Linked DNA regions of Sus scrofa: region 1 is linked to region 2. The links are chromatin contacts, called in public HiChIP or PLAC-seq maps. All regions are on one chromosome and are shown on one strand. Each heading gives the region's core, a stretch centred on a gene start, on an enhancer-like site or on the middle of the called end of the contact. The rest is flanking DNA. Distances are from core to core; before and after follow the strand shown. Region 1 has its middle 14 kb from the start of DNAJC5B. Region 2 overlaps ADHFE1 (hydroxyacid-oxoacid transhydrogenase, mitochondrial).

The links. HiChIP or PLAC-seq counts read pairs in DNA pulled down with a chosen protein or histone mark.
Region 1: a contact with region 2 is called in an H3K27ac HiChIP or PLAC-seq map of alveolar macrophages. The contact joins two enhancer-like sites. A contact is called at or near these places in 1 of 5 promoter capture datasets (liver) and 1 of 2 datasets of contacts at active chromatin or transcription factors (alveolar macrophages).

The regions. Positions count from the first base shown.
Region 1 is chr4:68,651,955-68,658,004 of Sscrofa11.1, forward strand. No RefSeq gene overlaps it. Among named protein-coding and RNA genes, the nearest start is that of DNAJC5B, 14 kb to the left of the region's middle. Within about 2 kb of position 4,422, at least 13 of the 83 cell types and tissues checked have an H3K27ac peak or open chromatin away from gene starts, as enhancers often do. A contact at or near this core is called in alveolar macrophages, where this site is marked.
Region 2 is chr4:68,276,123-68,282,235 of Sscrofa11.1, forward strand. It overlaps ADHFE1 (hydroxyacid-oxoacid transhydrogenase, mitochondrial), which reads right to left. Exons shown (of 14, transcript XM_003125603.4): 2 at 3,219-3,256; 3 at 1,332-1,378. Among named protein-coding and RNA genes, the nearest start is that of ADHFE1, 6.3 kb to the right of the region's middle. Within about 2 kb of position 3,944, at least 24 of the 83 cell types and tissues checked have an H3K27ac peak or open chromatin away from gene starts, as enhancers often do. A contact at or near this core is called in alveolar macrophages, where this site is marked.

The sequences.
Region 1 (6,050 bases), core at 3,172-5,671, 380 kb after region 2:
TACCTGGTCAGTTCATTTATTCAATAAATTCCTATTTATATCTTTGATTTGAAACAGGCAGTACTTGTTAAAGTACTATAATATCCATGATAGTCCAAAAAGCAAGTAAAGGATATTTTGAATAAGTGTTACTGTATAATAATTTCAGAAGAGCATATTTGTTATTAATGACAGACAGTGTATTATGTACCTCTTGGCTTGTCATCCTGTCTATGGAGTACATGTTGTAAAGGAAGAAAAGTGGGTAGTTATATTTCACATGAACATCAAATTTAATGTTCCTTCCTTGTAGCTTTATAAAGTAGAATTGTGGCAAGATTGTCCCAAGTTAATGCCAGGAAAAATGAAAAATAAATGTCTTTTTTAAAATGTCTCTTATATAAACAAGTAAAACCTGTTAAAGTGATTTCAGTCGTTGAACATAGGTCAGTTCCCATTAAAACAAAACTCCATGGATAGGTCTGAATTATTTTATGTTGCTATTTTGTTGTATCAAGTATGGCTTAGCAGAAATTAAAAATATGAAATTTGCATCAGAGCAAAATAAATATCAATATTATTATTAATGTGGCCAGTGTTGGCAGATTCAAATAATTTTGCAATAAAAGAGTTGTAATTCTTCCTATATTCATCTTTAATGGGTGCAGATTTATGGCTAAAAAAATGACCAAGTGATTTTTTCATCTCATTATATAGAGAAGTTAATTTTTGTCTCAGATGTCTATTTCAACAATTGCTTTCAAGATACTTATCAGAAAAACACAATCGAGACATTGTTATTAAGATTTATGTGTCCTGCATAAAAATTATCTAAGAGGTTCTATTCATTAGCATTCTGTATCTCTGTCTCATTCCCAAGGAATTTTTCTACAATAAGACCTTGTTTGGGACTATAATTATTGCCTGGGTTTTAATAGTATCACTCATTATTAAAGTTTGATATAAAATTTTGGACTCTAGCCATTTGAGAACATTTCTTACATGTCATGTAGATGAGATGTTTGGAATACTCGAACCTGATTTTGGAGATAGAGCTGATCATGATCTAGAGAGGCCCTATTACTTTCTCCTCCACCTACTCTTTCACCTTTAGTAGGCTTAGATCCCATCTAGAGCCATTCCTCAGTTCTTTGGGAACCTTTGCCCAGTGTACTAATCACCTTTTGCTGTGTACCAAAAAAATCTCAGTGGTTTGCAATAATGAAACACTTACATTTTGCCTACAGGTTGGCTGGGCACACATGGCAGCCTATTCTGAGGGGCGAGTCAGGTTCAGGTATGTTCCATGAGTCTTTCATTCTGGGATACCATAATCCCAAAGTATGTGGGATACCACAGACCAGAGACAGGGTTCCAAAAATCAACAGCCCATTGCAGAAGGGGAAGCAGTCACTGGTCTGTAGCAATTCTAAAATCTCATTGGGCAAACACGGCCAGGTTCCCAACCTGGAGGTAGGAAATGTTCCTTGATCAGTCTCCAGTTCTGTTCCCTGGGAATGGCTCTTCTTTTCCGTTGTTCTCATGGCTCTTGGTTCCACTTTCGGGGAGGTAGTTTTCCATTATTCCTTTTGGTCACATCTGAAGAAGTATATGTCCTCCCCAGCAGCCAAGGAGCTTCCTCATCCTACTATCTGCCTGTGGAATGTTGGGGACCCCAAGGTCTTTTTGAAAAAATAAAATTTTAGTTGAGAATAGTCTTAGACTTACACAAAAGTTGCTAAGATAGTACAGAGAGTTCATATATCCAACACCATGTTTCTCCTATTACTAACATCTCACATTAATAAGGTACATTTGTCACAATTAATGAACCAATACTGACACATTATTATTACCCTAAGATCTTTTATTATGGCTCAAGGAGTCTCAGTCTCATTCAGAAAAAAAAAAAGAAGCTCCTGTGTGGCTCAGTGGTAATGAACCCAACTAGTACCCATGAGGAGGCAGGTTTGATCCTAGCCTTGCTCAGTAGGTTAAGGATTGGGCATTGCTGTAAGCTATGGTATAGGTCACAGACACGGGGCTTGGATGCCACATTTCTGTGGCTGAGGTATAGGCCGGCAGCTATAGTTCCTATTTGACCCCTAGCCTGGGAACTTCCATATGGCCCTAAAAACAGGAAAAAAAGAAAAAAAAAAAAAAAAAAAAAAAAAAAGCAAACCAGTCTTTTTTTAATCTAGGCAAGGCTGCTTTAGGACCTAAATCTCTGTCAGAAACTAGTAAAAAATTTTATGTGTGTGATTCAGGTTAGCTCCATGAGGCAACAGCTATATCTATATCATTTTTAAGTCATGCTTCCCTCTCTACATACTTAATTACAGATAGTTGCAATTTATCAAGTTCTGTGAAACCTAGTTCTTATTTCCCTTCTATGAGCTATTTTGTCCAGATGAAGGAATTTATTAGGAGCCACCTTAATCCAGTCCAAAGTTTTATAAAGAGTATAATGGTGATTTTTATTTGATCTTTGTCCTGAGACTTGATCTTTATTAGCATCTTAATCAGGCTTTGTGGCTTTAAACATTACTCAATTTTTCTTGTTCTATTTGAAGATGAGAAACAGCTCTACTTTTCAAGTTTGCAAGTTTTGGAATTTATGGAGTCACTCTCTATTCTGTCAGCCCTGCTTGCAAGCAGGTCAGTTCCTTCTTGAAAGACCTTATCAAAGGCAGCATCCAACTCATACTATCTTGAAATCTCTTCACCCAAAAACCATGCGCTCACAAGATATATTTTATGTCTTCGGGTTATCTCAGGTGGCAGTTTTACCAAATATTTACTACTACATAATATGGATCATCATCTTTCCAGTTTCCAACACTTTCTTGCTGCCTGCTGTTCAGTCAGTCCCAAGGCCAAGGACACATATTTTAAGTTTTTATCTCAGCAGCATCACATTTTCAGAGACTAGTTTTTATGTTAGCTTTTACTGCAATAATGCTGTGCAATAATGTTGTTTTACTACAACCCCCAGATCTCCGTGACTTACAAAACAAAGGTATGTGGCTCATGGATCTTAGGTTGCCTGCAGTGGCTCTGCTCCAACCTGCAGGTAGTTCAGGTCTGCTTCTCCGCCCCTACTTCAGGACCCGGCAGCAGGAGAGGGCTCTTTTTATGGCAAAAAGCTAAGCCAAACCATACAATCACAATTTAAGCCTCTGCTCACATTTTATTGATCAGTGTGAGTCATACAGTCAGACCTAATGTCAATGGAGGGAGGAGAGGAGAGAGCAAATAGTTACCTGGCAATGACGCAGTCTACCTCACCAGACAAAAGTCTGACCTCCAGTCTTCACCATTTGGACAGTCCCTAAAATGGAAAGGAGCAGGAAGTGAAGGGATAAAAATATGGCTAGCAAAAAATAAATAAATAAATAAAATTACCATATACTCAAAATTCTGAAAAATTTTCCTCCCCCTTAAATAGCCCCTTTCCCTAAAAGACCAGCCAGAGCTGGGCTGTGTCAGTATTAATTTTTGAGAGGCATATGTAGACTCTTCAGCTCCACATGCTCCTCGGCTCTCCCCAAGGGCTGCTGTCTTGCTCTTCACCAGTTGTGTCCAGCTCCAAATAATGCAGAGAGTTTTCTTCCTAGCCCTCTACCTCTGTTGCATAGTCCTCTTTTACCACTCTCTCCTAAGTGGGATGATCCGTTTGCCTTTTTAAGGAATTTGCAATGTGCTAATAGATGTCCGCATTTTTTCCTGGCCTTGGGCAGAGAGAACTGAAGGCAGAGCACTCAGACATGGTCCTGGCCATCCCGTCCCATCCCATCCCCCAACACCAAAGCCAAGGATCCTTGCACCACAGATGTACCTTGATGTACCCTGGCACCTGCTCCTCCTGGGGTATGGACAACAGGCCTGACCACATTATAATCCCTGCATTTTTCTCAGTGTCCCCCTCTCCTCACCTCCACTGACTCCAGTTCTTTTGGGCCATCATCACCTCTAGCCCAGCTTCCTTCAACAACCTTTGGACCCAGCTCTATCTCCAAACCACTTCATTCAGAGTAATCCAGAGTAGTCTTTCTCAGGTGAAAATCTCATCTTGTGGCTCTTTCAACTTAAATCTTTCAATGTTTTTTAATTTTGTTCCTAGTAAATAAAAGATGGCTTTCCACGTGTGCCCCTCACCCACCCTCAACTTCTTCCAAAATATTCGTCTTTGGTAAAGGGTCAGGTTTCTCCCACCCACCCAGACTCCCATACATGCAGGCTCCTGGATATAATGAAATGGCCCTGGCCATTCTGCTGGATGGGCCTCCTGGGCCCCCGGGGTAGGCCTGAAAGCCTAGGGGCCCCATATGCTTATGCTCACCCCAGCCTAGCCTCCACCTCCGACCTCCCCAAAGGGGGAAATGACCACTGACAGAAATGTAATCACACTGCTGGACACATGGTGTCAGCTCCACAAATTGTGAAACTTTAGTCTGTGCCCATCTGCTTCTTTCTCTGTGGTATCAGGAAGTGAGTAAAGAAAGAGCTGCTGAGAAGTCAGTGCATAAGGGGAAAAAATTATCAGTTTAGGAAATTTGAGAAAATCTTCTTTAGTGTTCCAGAAACTAGAAAAAACAGTTCCTGCCTGAGGTAGGAGGAGATGACCTCCCGAGGTGCCTTCTCAAGGTTGTCTGGCTGCATTGTGGGCAGGCAGACAATGCCCTTTGGTGATCCTTCCATTTCCTGTGTTGAACTTGAAGAAGTGAAGCATTGTCACTGAGTTGGTGGTGCTGTCAGGAATCATCCTTAAAAGTCCTACTTACTAACAGACCCTCTTCCCTGGACAAAATTACTGTTCTCTTTGGAAATTATTTTAACAAGCCTTTGTTCTCAAGTAATAAACACATCAGACTAACTCAAGCAAAGCAGTGTGGTTATTGTCAGGATTCTAGGGTCCCTTATGAAACTCAGGGTCAAGAAGGTGGGTCTTGTGAGTAACTGAAATGAGGAATTGGCTACTCTGGTGAAAACTGAAGCCAAATCCGAGTGGTATGTGTTGGTATTGATGTTTCTCCAGTAGCCCAGGAGACCAAATGCTGAATTTGTCAAATACCAGCTGTATCCACCTTCTCTTTCTCCATGAAACTCATCTTTCCACCACTTTCTGTGCAGAAAACCAGCATGTTCTCTACATGTGGCAGTCACTGGTGGAACCAAACAAGGGTGTATGATCCAAAGGTAGTTTATCCATTGCTGGCCAGACCCATGAGGTGGGTCAGTGCAAAGGTCTCACCCCAATCGTATCAGTGGTCGTTAGCCAAACCAATTAATTTAGGTTTCTTTGGATTGAGAACTATGGAGAGACTGACCAGTGAGTATAAAGGTCAATGGAACCAATTTACAGAGGGACACAGACGCCTTAGCTAAGAGACTGTGTTGGCTCAGATTGCTGGAGAAAGTCATTGGCCCTAATTCTAGTTTATAGGCGCCTCTGTTAGTTTGCTGGAGTTGCTATAACAAAGTACCACAGACTAAGTGGCTGAAACAACAGACATTCATTGTCTAACAATTCTGGAGGCTGGAAGTCTGATATCAAAGTGCTGGCAGGTTGGTTTCACCTTGGCTCATAGGTAGCTCTCTTCTCCCTGTGCCTTCAGGGTTCTCCTTCTGTTGTGTCTGTGTTCTGATCTCCTTTTCTTAAAAGGATACCAGTCAGATTAGATTAGGGCCCCTGTAATGACTTCATTTTAACCTGATTACCTCTTTAAGACCCTGTCTCCAAACACATTCGGAGGTACTGGGGTTAGGACTTCAACATGTACGTTTGAGGGGCCCAGATGTTGTCACTTCCCTTTTTTTAAGTGTTAAGTGTAAGTCTATGTAATCAAAAGAACCTAACAAATTGTATTACGACTCTCTGTTGTAAGCAACAGAGAGCCCAATTCAAACAGCCTTTAGGAAAAAGGAAATTTTTTGGCTCAAGTGACTGAAAAGTCAGACATGTCACTGTCTTTAAGTATGTCTAAATCCAGAACTCAAATAATTTCATTTGATTTATTAGAGTACTAGCAGGAAATAGATGGCTGCCTCAAATTTAGTTTTAAAAGAGC
Region 2 (6,113 bases), core at 2,694-5,193:
GAACTCTCGAATATTTTCTTTTCCAATTTAAATGTTGTTGTCTTTGAATATTTCGTCCCTTCATTCACTCATCCAACCATTCATTTGTGCAGCCACCTTGCATGTCTGTATCCATCTGTCTATCCAGCCATCCATCCTCCCGTCCATCCTTCTATCCTTCCTCCCATTCACCAACGCTGCAGAGTGTCTGCTATGTTCCAGGCATCTGCTAGGCCCTGGTAATACAACTATGAATAAGAAGAGCTTTTTTTTCCCGCTTTTTAGGGCCACCGGAGGCACATGGAGGTTCCCAGGCTAGGGGTTGAATCGGAGCTACAGTTGCTGGCCTACACCACAGCCACAGCAACGTGGGATCTGAGCCATGTCTGTGACCTACACCATAGCTCATGGCAGCACCAGATCCTTCACCCACTGAGTGAGGCCGGGAATTGAACCTGCATCCTCATGGATACTAGTCGGGTTCATTACTGCTGAGCCACAATGGGAACTTCCTTTCTTCTTCTTTTTTTGGGGGGGGGTTTGTATAATAACTCTTAGTCCAATTAAAAACAAAACAAAGCAATGTGACCATCTGGATTTCTGTCTGTCTTGAATAATGGGGCAGCACCGGGCCTGCATCCCAGTGTGGCAGCCGTCCTCTGGGCTGAGTATAGCCTGCACCCTACAGACGGGCCTGTGCTGCCAGTGAACCAGCACCGTCCTTACCCAGCCTGCTCTTGGAATAATTAACTCTCGACCTTTTGGTCACATTTTAATTTATGACTCCTGAAGTAGGAGGAGACGGATTTAAACAAAAATTATGTAATTATAGTGTGATAAAAATTCACCAGAATTAATAGTTCCTTTATTCTTGCTTCAACAGATTACTTGGAGCTCTTGTGGGATTGTTATAATTACAAAACCAAAGAAGATTTATCACACAACATGTGAGTTGGAGGGAAAGTTTGTAGAACTGGGAATTTGCCCTATTTTAATGGTTATTTGCCCTATTTGATTTATTTATTTTATGGCCATACTCATGCCATATGTTCCCAGGGCAGGGACTGAATCCGAGCTGCAGCTGCAACCATCACCGCAGCCAGAACCTTTAACTCGTTGTGCCTGGCTGGGGATTGAACCCACACCTCGACAGTTATTACTCATGTTATCGGAAGGTTTATAGTCCATGGTCCTAAAAAGTTTCTTTGCTAAGTAGATGCTGATCAAGTAATGAGACTAGAGAACATCAATTAATAACGGATTTCAGATGAGATAATAATGCATTAGGAAAATACTCTGGTTGTATTTTTTCAAATCATTCATAAAAGAAAGAATGAATAGATTAAATCTACCTCAAAGGCATAATCTGTTGTTTTCCCAGAAGGTGAAAATCCAGGAGCTAGAAATGTAAAAATTAGCATCAGAGTAAGCCTCAAAAACAAAGCAAACATATTGTTATTTGATAATAAACTGATATTCCAGCAATGAACATAAACATGTTCCTTGAAGCCTTATTTATCTAAGATATATTGTTCAGGTTTCATTGTTGCCTATCAGATCAAAATTTAAACCTGCATCTAAAGGGAATGTAATGCTAACTTGATGAGGATTGTGTGACAATAAAGTTATTTAAAATTTTTCTCTGTTGAAATTAAAATATACTTTTGAAAACAAAATGTGTAAAAATCTGCTAGGAAAAAAATTCTCTAGAGCTCGATTATTGTAGAGAACAACTATTAGTAAATTTATTGATGAGTCTTGCTTACATTTCTCTTAGCAACTGTGATCATTTGTTTAAGATTTTTTCCCCCAGGTTATTTACCACAGCAAGATATTTATATTTCTCAAGCTTATACATATAGAGTTTTCTTTGGAAAATTTAATAAAAAATTTTTATTTCTTTGCAAAGTATCAGATTTAGTTATGGCAAATATGAATTTCTGGCATATTGGAATAACAAAAGGGCTCTCCCTAATGGTTTTTATCTTTGTTTGGATAATCTTATTTCTATCAGTCTTGGCCAGTCATATGATTGGAGAAAAGTCTATAGAAAAATTTTCACTACCATTTTTTTTTTTTAAGATTAAAGAGACCACAACCAGGTACCAGTCTACCTTTGATAGAGGGCAGAGGTCATAATTCAACTTTCTTTGATCCCTATAGGCTTTAAAGAAAATCTGTTACTCCTCTTACAAAAGTTTATGAAAAGATGTCAACTGGATCCTAGAAAACAATGAGATTATCTTTCTCTAAATTATTAATTTTATTGCCCCTGGATAGGAAGAAATACTGATTCTTTGTTGAAACCAATTAAGAATTGCAGCAGAGCAGCTGAAGAAGAAATTCTGCTTGTGTCCATGAGGGTCTACAAGGCAGAGCCTGCTTGATGGATGGCTGTTAATGACAGGGAGGTCCCTTGGCTGGTCCTGAAGGATGAGTCTCTCCTTGTATTTGAGGACAAGCCCTCAGCCAGTTACTCCATCTCTTGTATAGGCCAGCAGGCTTCACTGTGGGCTTCTGTTTAGGATCCTGTCTGTATAGGCCCCTCTTTTTCATCTCTTAGCACTGTTCAGACTTGACCTGTTCTTCTAAGAGGTGAAATCAGTTTTTGTGTCGGTATAATTCATGTGACATTCTGAGGACAGTTTGAAGCAGCAGTGAGCTTCCTGCTGCTCTGTGGACAATGGAGTTGGTGAGGATTGAGATGTTTATAGGAATTGAAAAAAGTTCTGTCATTTTTAATTATTAAGAAATAGAGTATTATTTTAAAAATTGATTTGTTTCCTCCTAGGGACCACATTGTTTTTTATTTTTTATTTATTTATTTTTTAGATGCTTTCTTTTTTGTGACGTATTAGGACCTTTCACAGACTTCATCTTGATTGTGTTCGATAAACAATCCTAAAGTCCTATTTGTGCCACCATTTTTAGCTTTTTCAAATAACTCTATTAAAAGTAGAAAGACATTATAAATAGCATTAAATATAGAAACAGCATTAAATAATTCTACTCGAAGTAGAAAGACAGTATAAACACTAAACATATATTCGAGCCAAACACATAACCAGTAGCATCCATTCAGCTGATGTAGTATATTAATTACCAATTTTAAGTGAAAGGGCAACCATTTTTCTCAGTCTTCCCCTCACAGGCCTTGATTTTCTTGCTTTACACTTTGCCCACAGGTATTGCCAACAGTGGAAACAGAAATTGTGGCTAAACACAAAATGTATTATTACCTTGGGAATAAGTATGAGAATGACTTGGACACTGGCATCTAGGGAAACAGAAAAAAAAAAGTGTAGAGTGAAACCAGAAAACCAAAAGATAAGCAGCGTAAATGTAACTTACATTGCATCCTAGTCCTAAAATGCTATCAAAGTAGTAGCTACTGGTGAACATCGAACGATAGAAAAAGGCAGAAATCACCACGCACAAAAGCTGACTGAGCGTTTTTTCAATTTTTTAGGGCCATTCCTTCACCAATTATTCAACACTAGTTAATGCCCGCGGGAGCAGAGATGAGCAGTGTTGGGGGTACCCTAAGTTGAAGATGGGATTTCAGCTCTTAACTAGGTTAAGGGCTTTGGCCAAATTGCCCCCTTGTTAACTACCCCCCCCCGCCGCCCCGAGCTTTTCTTGTGTTTACCCGTTAACTTCACAGATTTTAGTTTTCTTTCAAACAGGCTCTCGGCTGGGGCCTCCGGAAGCCCTCGTGGGCCTGCAGGTCTCCCTGGTCACCACCCCGGATCTCTGTCCCTTCTCCGCGCTGTCCCCTCCTCGGCCCCACCCTCCATGTCCCCCTGAATTGCTCTCACACCTGTCACCTTCTTACCAGATGCTCACCTCGGCTCATTTCTCACCGCCCCTCTACAGATTTTCCACGTCCTCCTCTTTGCTAGACCTTACCCCCCTTGCCTTCCGCATCCCTTCCGGTCCTGTCGCCTCCTATTTCTGGGACAGTCCCTTCTCCCACTTCTCCTGCCGCGCGCTATGGATTGAGCCTCCCTGAAGGGTTTATGTTTCTATCGACTGCCCAGGGGACCCTGTCCTAATAGGTCCGATGGGCACCTGCGTGCACCTGCCCCCTTCAAATCTGGAATGAAGACGTCGTAGAGGGACACGAGAGACGGAAAGTAAAGCGTTAAATTCAAGGATGGTTAAGATCTCAAAAATTGTGAATTAGGTGAAACCGGCGTGGGCCGGGTGAGCGCCAAGGCGAGGCGAGGCTGCCATCTGGTGGGCGCGGCCGGAAACGCCACATGTGAGGCTTCCCTGGAGCTGCCCAGCTTGAAAACTCAGGCAGGCGAGGCCCCGCTTGTCCCTTCCAAGGCATTACTTTTAAGGTCTTTCCCTACTTTGTGCCTCCCAGGACAAGAAAAGAGACTTAAAGGTAAGGAAAAACGCAAACTCCGAAGCTTACCAACGCGAAAGACCTTGGGAGCACAAGCTTCTTTCTGCTGCCCTCTTCTCTTTTTATTATATATTTTTCAAGCTTTCAGGCCACCTCAGTTCCTCATTTCTACCCCTTATTTGTGATTTGAAACCCATCCCCTCTACCCTTCTTGGGACCTCCCTCTGTCCTGTGTGTCCTAGTCTTCCCCTTCACTTTATTCTTGTCCTATTTAAGAGTTTCATGCTTAGAAAACTCTCAGCCCCTTGTCTCCTCTGGCTTGTTCACCCTCTGGTTCTCTCCTCCTTGCCTCCACTCACCAACTCCATTTCCTAGCCTCCCACACATTCCTCGGCTCCCTGAAATCCCCAGGGTTAGAACAAGGCTATCCTCTACCCACCTTCTGGCTCTGGCTTCCCTCCTGCTATGGTAGATTAACCGGCCGTGCTCTTAGCAAAGGCCAGCCTCTCCCCTGTGCACTAACTCTCGGCTCTGCTCAGCTACTCAAAAACATCGCTCTTAACAGTTCTGCCTTTTCTCTCCTGCATCATCAAAACTTCCCTCCCCTGAAATCTTATCCATCAGCTCGGAGAGTGTTGGTTTCCCCACATTGTATCAACAGGCAATCAACCAGCAACTTCCCCTTGTCCCTCTTCCCTCTCCCACCCGCCACCCCTACTTCTCTCCTTCCCTTCAGTGACTACACCTGCTCTCTCCACTGGCTCCTCTCCCACTCTCTGTCTGGAATCTCCTCCAGTAAGCCTTTGCCCTGTGGCTTTGCTGGCAGACTTCCCAGGTCACGAGTGCCCTCCCTTCAGCACTAATGCACCGCTTGGTTCTCAGTTCAGACCTGTCAGTCATTTGTGTCCTTTCCTTCTCTCCCTCCTCCCTGGAAAAACTTTCTGCCCTTGGTTTCCATGACATAACTCTCTGGTTTTCTTCTTACTGCGCTGGCTGCTGCTGTCCTAGTTTCTTTTCATGTTCTTGACTCTAAATGCTGGAAGGTTCCAGCATTCAGCCTTTGCCTTCTCTTTTCTTTCCACATTTACATCCCAAGTGACCCTCCCCGGTCCCATGGCCTTGAATATCTTCTATGCTGATGGCTCCCACTTTATCCTTTCTGTTTAGACCTCCCTCCTGAACCCCAGAATCAGCTGCCTCAACATCTTCATGTGAATGCCTATTAACATCTAACATTTTCCCTGCCTAAGACTCAGTTCCTGATCTTTCCTCAAAGCCTCCTCTGGTTCCAGCTGATGAGAACGTCATCCTTGCAGTTGCTTAGGCCAGAAAAGCTTGGGGTCATCCTTGGCTGCCCCCCACCCCCCAGCTCCCAGTATCTCTGGCCTCCTTTCTTTCCTGCCCGCTCTGGTCGTCACCTTGTTTGGAGACCACGCCGGACACGCTCCACCTCCAGACACCTCCCCAGGGGAGCCACGTGCTTTGCACCCTCCTTTCACTGGTCTTTATTCAGCAAATGTGGCGTAGCTGAGCCCTTGGAAGACATTCTGAGCCTAATCCCTGGAACCTGTCACATTATATGGCAAAGGGGACTCTGCAGATGTGATTCAGAATCTTGAGATGGAGAGATTATCCGGCTTCTCTGAGTGGGCCCTAAACGTAACCATGTGATGTTCCTTAACAGAGAGCTGCAGAGGGAGAGATTTGACAGAGGAAGGCATTGTGGCCATGGAAGCAAGGTGGTGGCTCTCAAGATGGGGAAGGGGCCACCACCAAGGAA